Linked DNA regions of Mus musculus: region 2 is linked to region 1. The links are chromatin contacts, called in public Hi-C maps. All regions are on one chromosome and are shown on one strand. Each heading gives the region's core, a stretch centred on a gene start, on an enhancer-like site or on the middle of the called end of the contact. The rest is flanking DNA. Distances are from core to core; before and after follow the strand shown. Region 1 holds the start of Smarca4 (SWI/SNF related, matrix associated, actin dependent regulator of chromatin, subfamily a, member 4). Region 2 holds the start of Srpr (signal recognition particle receptor ('docking protein')).

Region 1 (6,280 bases), core at 1,498-3,997:
GCCTGTCTCTGCCTCCCAAGTGCTGGGATTAAAAGCATGTGCCACCACTGCCCGGCACTTTCCCCTTTTCTTACCCTGTGAAGCAGTCTCATATAGCCAGATAGCCTCAAATTCACTCTGAAAGCTGGGCAGTGGTGGCGCACGCCTTTAATCCCAGCACTCCGGAGGCAGACCCAGGTAGATTTCTGAGTTTGAGGTCAGCCTGCTCTACAGAGTGAGTTCCAGGACAGCCAGGGCTACACAAAGAAACCCTGTCTCAAAAAAAAAAAAAAATCTCTCTGAAGCTGAGGATGACTTTGCACTATGGATCTTCATGCCTCTGCATTTCTATTTCTGAGACCACAGGCACGTGTCTCTATGCCTGTATGTCTAGTTTACTCAGTGTTGGCGATGGAACCCAGGGTTTCATGCATGCCAGTCACACACTACAAGCAAGAATTATACTCTCACCCTCCTAGTCCATAGATGATACTTAAAAAGAAATCTAGCCAGGTCGTGATGGTGCACACCTTTAGTCCAGGCAGTCAGTAGGCAACAGCAAGCAAATCTACAGATTTGAGGCCAGCCTACTGAAGGGCTACACATAGAAACCCTGTCTTGAAAAACAAAAACAGCAGGGCAGTGGTGGCGTGTGCCTTTAATCCCAGCACTTGGGAGGCAGAGGCAGGTGGCTTTCCGAGTTGAGGCCAGCTTGGTCTACAGAGTGAGTTCCAGGACAGCCAGGACTGCACAGGGAAACCCTGTCTCAAAAAAGAAAAAAAAAAAAGAAAACAATTTAAAAATATATTAAAAAAATTAAAAATCTAGTATGGCTGGTACTGGTAGCACATGCCTTTAATTATGGCACTCTGGAGACAGAGAGAGGGGAGAGAGAGAGAGAGAGAGAGAGAGAGAGAGAGAGAGAGAGAGAGAGAGAGAGAATATTCTAGTATTCCTAGTACTCAGGCGAAGCTCCTGAGTTGGAAGCAGTTCTGGCCCCCGAGAAGTGTTGGGAACGGAATGGAGGTCCTCTGCAAGGGCAAGTGCTCTTAACTGCTGAGCCACCTATCCAGTCACCAAAATTTATTTTTTTGAGAAAATTTATTTTTTTGAGAAAATCTCATTATGTAACCTTGGCAGGCCTGGAACTCACTATGTGGATAAAGTTGGCCACAAACAAAGATCAGCTTGGTGAGATTAAGGACAAATGCCACTAAACTCCGGCTGAAAATAAACCTGAAAACCAGAACTGAGCTGTGTGTGTTGGGGGTGGGGTGGGGTGGGGGGTGGTGGTGGGGAAGCAGAGGCAGGTAGATGTCAGTTCGAGGTCACCCTGGTCTCAGGATCCAGTTCCAGGTCAGCCAGAGCTACACAAAGAAACTCTGTCCTCGAAAAACAAAAACAAAACAAAACAACCAAGCGAAAATACCATGATAGTTTGCCAGTCTTGGTATCTTGGGTCTGTAACCCTAGCGTTTAAGAGGCAGTAGCAGGCCAGTGATTTAATGGCCTGAAACATTCTTTTTTGTTCTTTGTGGCAGAAAACACCCTTTTGTTTGTTTACTTAGAGAAGGTCTCACTTTGTATCCATGGCTGCCCTGGAACCTCACTATGTAAAAGACCAAGCTGGATTGGTACATGCATGCAGCACTCAGGAAGGAAGATGTCTGAGTTCGAGGCCAGCTTAGTCTAGAGCAAGTGCCAGGACAGCCACGGCTACACAAAGAAAACCCGTCTTAAAAAACTAAAGACAGCCGGGCGTGGTGGCGCACGCCTTTAATCCCAGCACTCGGGAGGCAGAGGCAGGCGGATTTCTTGAGTTCGAGGCCAGTCTGGTCTACAGAGTGAGTTCCAGGACAGCCAGGGCTACACAGAGAAACCCTGTCTCGAAAAACCAAAAAAATAAAAACAAACAAACAAACAAACAAACAAACCATAAAGACACACAACAAAAACAAGTAACACCTTGGTAACAAACTCAAGAGATCCACCTGCCTCTGCCTCCCGAACACTACCAAATATTTTAAAAACTCAACCAGAGGCATGAATCTACAGATTTGGACAGAGTTCTATGCTCCAAGGCTAATGGCTTTCTTGGAAATCAGAAGTTAAATTGTGAATATGGCTGTTTCTACCTCACACTCTGTATTTTACTTATTCATTCGGTTGCCTCCCCACAGACTGTAATAGAGGGCAGCAAGTAGCCGATAGCAGCTCAATAAATATTTGTAAAGCTAATTACTGGGCCTCAGCAGGTTCTGCAGGAAATGTGGCCAGGGCAGAGTCTTGCAGAGCAGGCAGGGCAGCGCCAGAACCAGGATCAAAGCGTTTCCCGGGCCTGCACTTAGCACCGCGTGGGCTCTGCCGGTCCTGGGATAGCTTGGCCATCTCTCCGCTTCTCTTTCCTCCCTGGGTGCTCCAACTGCTCCGAGCCTGAGGACTTTAATTTCATCCTTACTATCTCCCATCTGGACCACCCACCCCCTCCCCCAACCTTTAAGCGTCGCCGCAGTGCTACCCCCACTGCGCATGCCTCCCGGCTTGAGGCCCAGTTTCGTGCCTGGGAGGTAGATGTGCGCTTGCGCAGAGCCGCCCCGAGCCCCCCACAGGGGCGGTGCACCAGGATCTTGTGCAGCCTCTGGGCCCGCCCACCTCCTCGCGCCCTCAAAGGACTAGTACGCGTGCGCACAGCGAATGGCTGAGCATGCGCGCAGAGAGCGGAAGGGTGGGCTGGCGCGCGCACGAGGCCGGCCGGGCAGCGGAAGCAGGGCAAGTGGAGCGGGTAGACAGGGAGGCGGGGGCGCGCGGCGGGCGCGTGCGGTGGGGGGGGGTGGCCTGGCGAAGCCCAGCGGGCGCGCGCGCGAGGCTTTCCCACTCGCTTGGCAGCGGCGGAGACGGCTTCTTTGTTTCCTGAGGAGAAGCGAGACGCCCACTCTGTCCCCGACCCCTCGTGGAGGGTTGGGGGCGGCGCCAGGAAGGTTACGGCGCCGTTACCTCCAGGTAAGGAATGGAGGCTCCCGGGCGGAACCAGGCTCCCGGGGCTTGGGCAAGACGGTTTGAATGAAGCGGAGGCGCCGGGAGGGGGAGGGGGCAGCTGGGCGACCAAAGCGGGGTCGCGGTACGGCGGCGCCTGAGGGTCAAGAAGCCCTGCGCGCGCGTCTCAGGCCGCAGTGCAGCGAGACCGCGGCGGCTTCCTGACTGTGGCCGGCGAGGCGGGTGGCTCTGGGCCGCGTGAAGGCCGCGCGCGCGTTCTCGTAGGGTCTTGGACAAAGCTTCTTCCCTTTGGCGTTTCAGAGATCCAGATCCCCCACTTTAATTTCTGTGGACCCCAACTTTGAACAGTGGCTAGGTGTCGTGGGCTTTTCTGGCCTCGTTTGTAACGGGTGGGATCCCAATGCCCTGTGGTCGGGCGTCGGGAGCAACATTTTTACCTCAGTTATTGATGCCCAGTGTAGCTTGGACACAGTCATGAGCCCTCTTCGGTCTCCAGACCTTACTTTCTTCATGTTTATTATTTTTTTTTTTGATAAATTTCATTATTGCAGATTTTGAAGGAAAAATAAAGAATTTCTTCCATGGCTTCAAAATGTTTGCCTAAAAAGTGAAAGATGCCTGGGGACGTTTGCTCTCGGCGGCATTGTTTTTCTTTTGAGTCCCTTGGCCCTTCCCAGTTTTTAAGATAGGGTTTTTTATTTTAAAACACCGAAGGCAAGTGTTTTGTGCGGGTCCGAAGACATCTACTTGATCCCTTTTACCTCCAGTGACTCCTCAGGAACTAGAAACAAGTTTTTGTTTGAACTGACAGACAGCCTTTGAGTTTGATGCCCAGCGCCGGCTGCTGTCAGCTTGCTGTGTGGCCTTAGGCGAAATCGCTAATCTCGCCAAACCTCTTGGTTTCCTCCTTTGTACAAGGGAATTACTTTCGCTGTTAGGATTGGGAAGAACTAGGCAAATCGTTCCTACATCATCATTATTCTGATTTTGAAGACAGACTCTTATAACCTAGGCTGACATCCAGCTCCTCATGTAGACCAGGCTGGCTTCATCCTCACTTTGCTGCCTCCACCTCCCAAGTGCTGGGATGATGTTCAGCCAGGCTTCCTGCCCTGTTCTTTGTTCTTGACTGGTCCAGCAGATAGTTGAATCTTTTACTTTGTGTTACATGTCTGGTAGGGGAATGGGCAGTAAATATGGGGACGTTTCTCCTTGGCCTGCATGTGTATTAATTCATTAAGAAGTTTTGGGTTTGTTTTGATTCTCCTGGCCCCCTTCTGTTCTCACTGTATAGTCCTGGCTGTCCTAGAACTCTGTTACCGGCTGCCCTCAAATTCACACAGATTGGCCGCCTCTGCCCTCTGAGTACTGGGATTAAACTCTTGCATTAGCAAAGCCCTTAAGGCCACTTATGTTTTATTTTTATTTATTTATTATTTTTTATTTTTTAAGATTTATTTATTATTATATCTAAGTACACTGTAGCTGTCTTCAGACTCTCATTTCGGATAATTGTGAGCCACCATGTGGTTGCTGGGATTTGAACTCAGGACCTTCTAAAAGGCAGTCAGTGCTCTTAACCACTGAGCCATCTCTCCTGCCCTTGTTTTTTTTTTTTTTTAATTAATTCAGTTTTGTTTGTTTTTTGTTTTTCCAGACAGGGTTTCTCTGTATAGCCCTAGCTGTCCTGGAACTCACTCTGTAGACCAAGGTGGCCTTGAACTTAGAAATTTGCCTGCCTCTGCCTCCTGAGTGCTGGGATTAAAGGTGTGTGCCACCATGCCCTGTTTATTTGTTTTTTTGAGACAGGGTCTCTCTGTGCAGCCCTGGCTGTCCTGGAACTTGCTTTATAGACCAGGCTGACTTCTAGCTGAACTCAGAGCTGCCTGCCTCTGCCTGGGATTCACACTGAGCCACCAGTGCCAAGCAGTTTAAAGCATTACAATTCCTTATTTATTTGTGTGTGGAGGTCAGAGAGACTTTGCCGGGGTCATTTCTCCCCTCCTTCATGTGGTTTCCCGAGATTGAACTCAGGTAGTCAGTTTTCAGTGCAAGTTACCTGTTGAGTCATTTCTCCTTTCCCTAAGTCTTAAGTGTGTTGAATTTTTGAGGTGTTGATCAAAGTTGATCCTGTACATGCTAGGGAAGTAAGTGTCCTTCCACCAAGCTAGTATCCTGCAAGCATTGTTTTGATTTTGCTATTTTTTTATTAATGTGGGTTTTTTGTTGTTGTTTGTTGTTTTGGGTGTTGTTAAGCTTGGAATCCATGGCACTGTGCATGGTAGACATGTATTGTATGTATGTATGTATGTATGTATGCATCTCTCTAACCCTTTGGCCTGCCGTTTAAGCCTCATACCCTATCTTGTGAAGGGACAGAGTGGTTGCCCAAGGGAGCAGTGGTGGGCATGTCTAGAAGGTTGCATGAAGGAGGAATCTTCATTCAAAATTAGGGAAGATGTGTCTCCCCTGGCCCCATAGCTGGGAGTGGAGCGATGTCATCACAGCTGCTGCTCTGTCTGTCTCCAGCAGGCAATAATGGGACAGGAGAGGGGTGGTCCTTGGGAGGGATGAACTTGGGGATTGGTACAAGATCCAAAGCAATAAATATTTGTTGCCGCTGCTTGGCTTTGAACTTTCCAGGCCATTGCTCTTCTAGCCCCAGATGTCACTGCTTTGAAAGTGATGAAGTCACTGGTGAAGTCTGGGGGTCCTGGTTTGGTGGTTTGTTTGTGAGTGGGTGTGAAAAGTGTTAGTTCTTTTTTTGAACTTAAAAAATTGTATTTTTTTTTTTTTTTAAAGATTTATGTATTTTATGTGAGTACACTGTAGCTGTCTTCAGACACACCAGAAGAGGACATTGGATCCCATTACAGATGGTTGTGAACCACCATGTGGTTGCTGGGATTTGAACTCAGGACCTCTGGAAGAGCAGTCAGTGCTCTTAACCACTGACCCATCTCTCAAGCCCCTTGTATTTGTTTAATTGTGTGTGATATATGGAGGTCAGAGGACAACTTTTAGGAGTGGGTTTTATACCACATGAGTCCTGGGGATTGAATTGCAGGTCATATTATTGGCAGCAAATGCTTTTACCTGCTGATCCTTCTTGCTGTCAAGGGTGCGAGTTCTTCAGGGTTCTCTAGTTCTTATGCAGCCCCTGAGTCCTGGCACTCACCTGTGAAACCGGGACCACTGGGATGTCACTGTACCTGGTGATAGGCTTGAATGAAATGACATGCAAATCTGCTAACTGTAGCAAACACCATTTGTTTTTTTGTTTTTTGTTTTTTGTTTTCGAGATTGA
Region 2 (6,280 bases), core at 1,737-4,236, about 14 Mb after region 1:
TGGGGAACCACGCACCACTGCCTCCTGTAAAACACTTTCTTCTCTGCTGCCTAGCACAACCTTGTCCCTCAGAATGAGTGTCTCCTCTAGAACACTAACTGGCCAGGGAATCAGAGTGCCAAGAAACACTCCTATGAGCCAGTGTCTAGTTTAAACTGAGGCTCAATGCCAGCTTTACTAGATCTTGTCCCAGTTTCCCCACATGTAAAATGGGATGTTCTGATTAAATTAATTAATGAGTTAGCATCCGCAGACATTTATCTGGTTTCACTAGTGAGATTCACAGCATATCAGAAGAGAGCCTGTGCATACCATATCACAAAGATGTTCAACCCTTAATTGATGTGAAGCTCAATGTGCTAAGGCCAACCTGCTGCCTACTTTTATTTGTGGACCACACTCAATTATTTCTATGTTTTTTGTCTGTGGCTACTTTTGTGCTATAATGGCAGAGCAGAAAAGTTGAAACAGAGACAAAATGACAAGAAAACCTAAAATATTTACTGTCTGGCCCTTTATAGAATTTGCTGATCCCTAAATTAGGATTCTTGTTAGAAGCCCAGTACCCTGGCCACTCCCTAGAGATTCTGGTTTGTTAGGTTTGGGAGTATCTTACATGGGTGCTAAGTGTCCACGACTGGGCGATAGTCCTCGTCATGGGGCCTTGAAGGTTAAATAGGCCCATTTTTCCTGATAATAAGAGCTACTAATGAGGAGATTCTTATGACTTGACCTTCAGCTTCCCGATTTCTAACTTGGTATAAGAGCTCAGTGAAGTATGTGAAGCCAAGAAGCAGCTCAGGGCAGTGCTGGGCACCCACCTTTGCATTTTCACATTGTTTTCCAAGGTGGCAGCATCCTTTTCTGAAGCTAGCAAGAGACAGCCGGAAGGGTTGAACTGAAGTTCCACAGGAGGAGCATCCACCACAGCCAGGTACTCCTGAGTGCAAAGAAAAAGAGCTGCTCTCCAAGGAGGCTGACAAAAGGGAACCTCCCTGGCCTCACCACAGCTCCAGGAGCAGTGGCCCAGATCAGGACAAACCCTTCTCTAGGCACCAACACTGGAAGACAGTCAAGGATCCCAATATCTTGTTGCCTCAAACACACTCTTCTCCTTGGTTCCCCTTACCAGCTAGGCTACTGATCTCTGGGCTAAAGAAGGGACTCCCACCCCAGCCTTCAAATCTTACTGTACATACATTTATGTTCCGGAGAAAGTTGATTGAAAAGAGTGAGAGCTGGACATTCTCAGGCACGGAAAACTGCTGCCAAATCCCGCCCACAGAAGGCCCTGTGGAGGAAGCCCGTGAATACTGTGAAAAGAAAAACCGACGTAGACTGTCATGATGTAATATATAATGGAATCCTGCAATGGAAGCTGTCAGTTATACATTTAAATGCAAAGGGGAATCATTTTTCAAGGAGCAAGTATGGGTAAATGTTCTGGAGCACGTGTAATCGGAGCACTTGGGAGGCACAGAATGGAAAATGCTGAGTTCAGGGCCAGCTTCAGCCATATATTGAAACCCCATCTCCAAAGAGATTAAACAACAGTAGCAAAGTCTCTTCCCCTTCCCCAACAAAACAATGTTATTGCTGCGGGTCTTTGTTGAGGGAGGAAGAGCCTGGAACTATTTCTTAAGCTCCAAAGTCCAAAGCACAGTCCCTGCCCTCAATGCCACAGTCTGTGTCCTCAATAAGATGACTGCCCTTACTCCCTGACCTCACCGTGTGGTCCTGCTCCACCACCAGCACCCGAATGGCACCTCTTCTACTCTCCAGCTTCTTCAGCCAAAAGGCCACAGACAGACCAAGAATCCCACCTCCTATGATGACCACATCCGCCTGTTCTGGGGGCAGGTGGCTGGTGTCATACAGCACTTCATATTTCTTTCCAGGCAGGATGGAATCAACCTTCTTCTTAAAGTCAGACACCTTTGCATCCCAGTCTGCAGGACATAGTTACAGTTAGATGACTTATGTTCTTTTCTGCGTGGTTGGGGGTTGGAGGATGGGTACAGGAAAAGGGGGGCTGAAATAGGCATTTGGATTGCCACACCTCCAATGTCATCCTTTCTCATAAGATCAACTCATATGCAGCAGTATTGTTAGAACTTTGTTGTTTGGTCTTTGTCCCACCAGGCCCCAATATCATGGATCTCTAACACTGGAAGATTCAACTTCCTGAAATTACTTTCTGTTTCCCCATCAAGCGAGATGTGACTCACATTATTTAGCTCTTGCAGATCTCTCTCCCTCCTGAACCCCATTCTCAGATATGCCAGGCCCAGGGAACGAGTCCCTAGTATACTTCATACTGCACAGCCTTCTAAAGCCGGGCACCTTTGTAATGGTTTCTTATCCTTATCCATCATCGCCAGCAAGCTTCCATTTATATGGCATTGTCCACTGGGAAGTGCCTCCTTGAGAGCCATACACTTGCCTCGGCTCTTTGACCTTTAGTAGGCAAGCCTACCCCTTCCCCCAGCTAACTCGCTGTCCCGCCCGCACGAGGCAGGGGGTCGAACCTTGAAGGTCACATCTATGGAGGGTTTGGGCTCCCCAGAACCACTGCTGCCCTCAGCTTTACCCAGAGTAAAGCCTCCTTTGCGTGTGCGTAGCCCCCGGTATGGGAGGCCCGGGCCCAAGCCAAGACGCAGCGCTCTGCGAAACATGGCCTTAGAGCCCGGCTTCTTTCAGCTTGAGGTGGGTTCCCCTCAAGCCGACTCTGTCCTTCCTGTCATCGGTCCGCGCCACGGGGAATAGACACGAACGCGCCGATTAGCCGGCAGTGCTCTTCAGGCTCCACCCCTCCACGCTATAGGGGAGCTATCGCCTCTGGAGTCCCGCCCCTGTGTGCTATTGGTCAGGCTTGAGTCTACGTCATCTCGCGCGCCCTGAGCGGGAAAGGGGCGGGACCACGGAGGCTCGTAGCGGAAGTGCGGCTGAACCGGTTTCCGGGGGCTGCTGGTGTGACGTGTCCCGCGCTTGGCGCAGCAGGAAGCGGCGGCGGCGGACGCGGCCCGAGTTCCCGGCCCCGGTCTCGGCCTCAAGTCTTCTCCCGCTTCCGTCATGCTTGACTTCTTCACCATCTTCTCGAAGGGCGGGCTTGTGCTCTGGTGTTTCCAGGGCGTGAGCGACTCGTGCACCGGGCCCGTCAACGCGTTGATTCGTTCCGTACTGCTGCAGGTACCACCCCCGCGGGGCAGAACTCCGGGCTGTCGTCCCTCAGACCCAGACTGTGGTCCCCTTTCCAGTAGTCACTCCGCACTTTCCGTTCTGATCTCCTCAAACTGGTCGGTTACCGGCCACCCAGGATCGACTTCCTTGCCTGGATCACAGTATCCCGAAACTTTGCGACGCCCCCCACTCCTCCCGTTTCCGGGGCTCTAGCCACGTTCTGGCGTCCTAATGGACTCGAACTCCCTCTCCACTCATCCGAGCAGCGTGGTTTTCTGCTGTTTTGACGTTGGGTGAAACTGTGGATGCGAGAACACCTTTCAGGAACAGTAGATGGTTCACAGCTGCTAGAAGATCTGATTGTTTATATATGACTGTTTACTTCCTGGCTCCCACGTGTCCTGTCTCCTGTCCCAGCTTTACCCCTTGTCCTTACCTGGTGTCTGTCTGTCTGTCTTTTTTTCTCACGGGGTGCTAGAAATGTCCCAGAACTCCCTTGTTGAGGGCAGGATTATATCTGGTTATTTCCCAAACGTAGTCCAAAGTCTGGTTTTGCTGTGGATGTAGCCTGACTGCTGAAACGCTCTTTTTCCAGGAACGGGGCGGTAACAACTCTTTCACTCATGAGGCTCTCACACTCAAGTATAAACTGGACAACCAGTTTGAGCTGGTGTTTGTGGTAAGTGGGGGTATGTTAGAAAGACAAGTTATGTTCTCAACAGCATCCCCACTGATGAACCTAATTAATTGTGGGTATTGTGTATGTGATAAAGTGATAGAAAAAAGTTAGGAATGTGGAGGGGAGAAAGCAAGCGACTTCTGGGTAAGATTGTAAGCTTGGCTCTCCCGGGGCAGGAAACCTATCTCTGGAGGCTTGGGTTGAGTTGGCTTCCTTCCATTCTGGGCTGGCATGTAAGGAGATCTATTGGCTCCGTCTCCTTCCATAAACAGGTTGGCTTTCAGAAGATCCTCACGCTGACCTATGTAGACAAGTTGATAGATGATGTGCACCGACTGTTCCGGGATAAGTATCGCACAGAGATCCAACAACAGAGTGCTTTAAGTCTATTGAATGGCACATTTGATTTCCAAAATGACTTCCTGCGGCTCCTTCGGTGAGAGGCTTTCCTCCGTTCAAAGGGAAAATTTTCATGATTTAAGAGTGCCTGCCTGTCGGTGGCGCATCAATATTTACATGGGTTCAAACCAGTCACATTTTGTAGCTTGTTTCTTATAGTCCTTTTGATATGTGGGATCTTTTTCTTAAGTCAGAGTTGTCCTCTTGTATGGGTAGAAAGACCAACTAGTCTCTTTTCTCTTTAGTGAAGCAGAGGAGAGCAGTAAGATCCGTGCTCCCACTACCATGAAGAAATTTGAAGATTCTGAAAAAGCTAAGAAACCTGTGAGGTCCATGATTGAAACACGGGGGGAAAAGACCAAGGAAAAAGCAAAAAACAACAAAAAAAGGGGGGCCAAAAAGGAAGGTGTGTTTGAGTTTCCTGACCCTGCTAGGGCATACAAGATGTTAGCATAGTATTATAAAACTCTGTGGTACTCTTTGACATTGCTAGCCTCCTTTAACTTAATGCTCACCACCCTATCACTCCCTTGAGGCATTGTAGTCTCCAAGGTGTTTGGTCCAAGTTGCTCTTTAGGATTTGGAAGAACTGTAGTTATTACCTGGGTGGTTGGGATTTATGTTTCTTTTCCTCCAGTGAGGTTTCTTTTAACAGGTTCTGATGGCACTTTGGCTACTAGCAAAACAGCCCCTGCAGAAAAGTCAGGTCTCTCAGCGGGACCTGAGAATGGAGAACTTTCCAAAGAGGAGCTGATCCGTAGGAAGAGAGAGGAGTTCATTCAGAAGCATGGCAAGGGTCTGGACAAATCCAGGTCAGCACTGTTACCCTGTCTCTGGTGACTGTTACCCAGCTGTGCTGGGGCCAGGGGACTCTCCTCTCATGTTCCTTCCTATGTCATCCTTTGCAGTAAATCTACAAAGTCAGATACTCCAAAGGAGAAGGGCAAAAAAGCACCCCGGGTGTGGGAACTAGGTGGCTGTGCTAACAAGGAAGTCTTGGATTACAGTACTCCCACCACCAATGGAACTCCAGAGGCAGCCCTTTCTGAAGATATCAACTTGGTAAGATGCATAAAGGTCAGAGTGAAGATCACCATTGGCCAGAAATTGGGAAGGAAACATCTGGAGGGTATATCTGGATTTGAGAGAGGAATGAACTATATGTGGGTTTTTCTAAGGTCTCAAATAATGTTGCCAGGGTATATCCTGGGCTCTTCCCCTCAGCTGTTAGTGTTCTTGATCACACCTCTTTTCTTTGCCTGTGTTCTCTAGATTCGAGGAACTGGGCCTGGGGGACAGCTTCAAGATCTGGATTGCAGCAGCTCAGATGATGAAGGGGCCACTCAAAATACCAAGCCTAGGTAGAAGGATTTCAGGTGGGAGGTGGTGTGGATGCAGAATTGATGACCCATACCTCCTGCCTGCTGGCCTAACGCATACTTGTGATCTTCTGTAATTGTAGTGCTACCAAGGGAACTCTGGGTGGCATGTTTGGGATGCTGAAGGGTCTGGTGGGTTCCAAGAGCTTGAGTCGAGAAGACATGGAATCTGTGCTAGACAAGATGCGTGATCATCTCATTGGTGAGTCTGGAGGACTGGCTTGACTGACGGACTATGACATAGTTCATTAGGAATAGAACCATTTTCTAAGCTGTGCTCTTGAGACCCGATCATTGTTAGCTCGGAACTCACAGCTGTCCTTCTCTTCTCAGCTAAGAATGTGGCTGCTGACATTGCTGTCCAGCTCTGTGAATCTGTTGCCAACAAATTAGAAGGGAAAGTGATGGGGACATTTAGCAGTAAGTATCTCCACAAGTCACAAAGTGCTCGTGCGTCTCAGAGGTGATGCAGTCAGACAGCTTTGGTATGTGCCTTTTGGCACACATGTTTGAGTTCCCAAACTTCTATGATAGAACAGCCTTTAGGACCTAACAGGACAGTTAATTGAGATAATAAAGTAATAGAACAGTGTGATCTGAATTCTGAGGGAAAACCTACTATGGTCTTAACTCCATTAGTTCA

Evidence for each region. A called contact is a pair of places that touch in the nucleus more often than the background predicts.
Region 2: a contact with region 1 is called in a Hi-C map of B cells, with 5 read pairs. The contact joins the promoter of Srpr here to the promoter of Smarca4 in region 1. A contact is called at or near these places in 1 of 39 promoter capture datasets (cranial neural crest) and 1 of 484 Hi-C or Micro-C datasets (B cells).

What each region holds. Positions count from the first base shown.
Region 1 is chr9:21,613,422-21,619,701 of GRCm38.p6, forward strand. It overlaps Smarca4 (SWI/SNF related, matrix associated, actin dependent regulator of chromatin, subfamily a, member 4), which reads left to right and starts at 2,748. Exons shown (of 34, transcript NM_001174078.1): 1 at 2,748-2,979. It overlaps Mir1946b (microRNA 1946b), which reads right to left and starts at 155; the gene lies at 23-155.
Region 2 is chr9:35,208,217-35,214,496 of GRCm38.p6, forward strand. Srpr (signal recognition particle receptor ('docking protein')) reads left to right here and starts at 2,987. Exons shown (of 14, transcript NM_026130.1): 1 at 2,987-3,189; 2 at 3,776-3,859; 3 at 4,132-4,295; 4 at 4,504-4,664; 5 at 4,914-5,070; 6 at 5,167-5,320; 7 at 5,531-5,619; 8 at 5,721-5,839; 9 at 5,971-6,057. The coding sequence starts at 3,073. Foxred1 (FAD-dependent oxidoreductase domain containing 1) reads right to left here and starts at 2,839. Exons shown (of 11, transcript NM_001291448.1): 1 at 2,591-2,839; 2 at 1,729-1,949; 3 at 1,200-1,313; 4 at 822-940. The coding sequence starts at 2,675.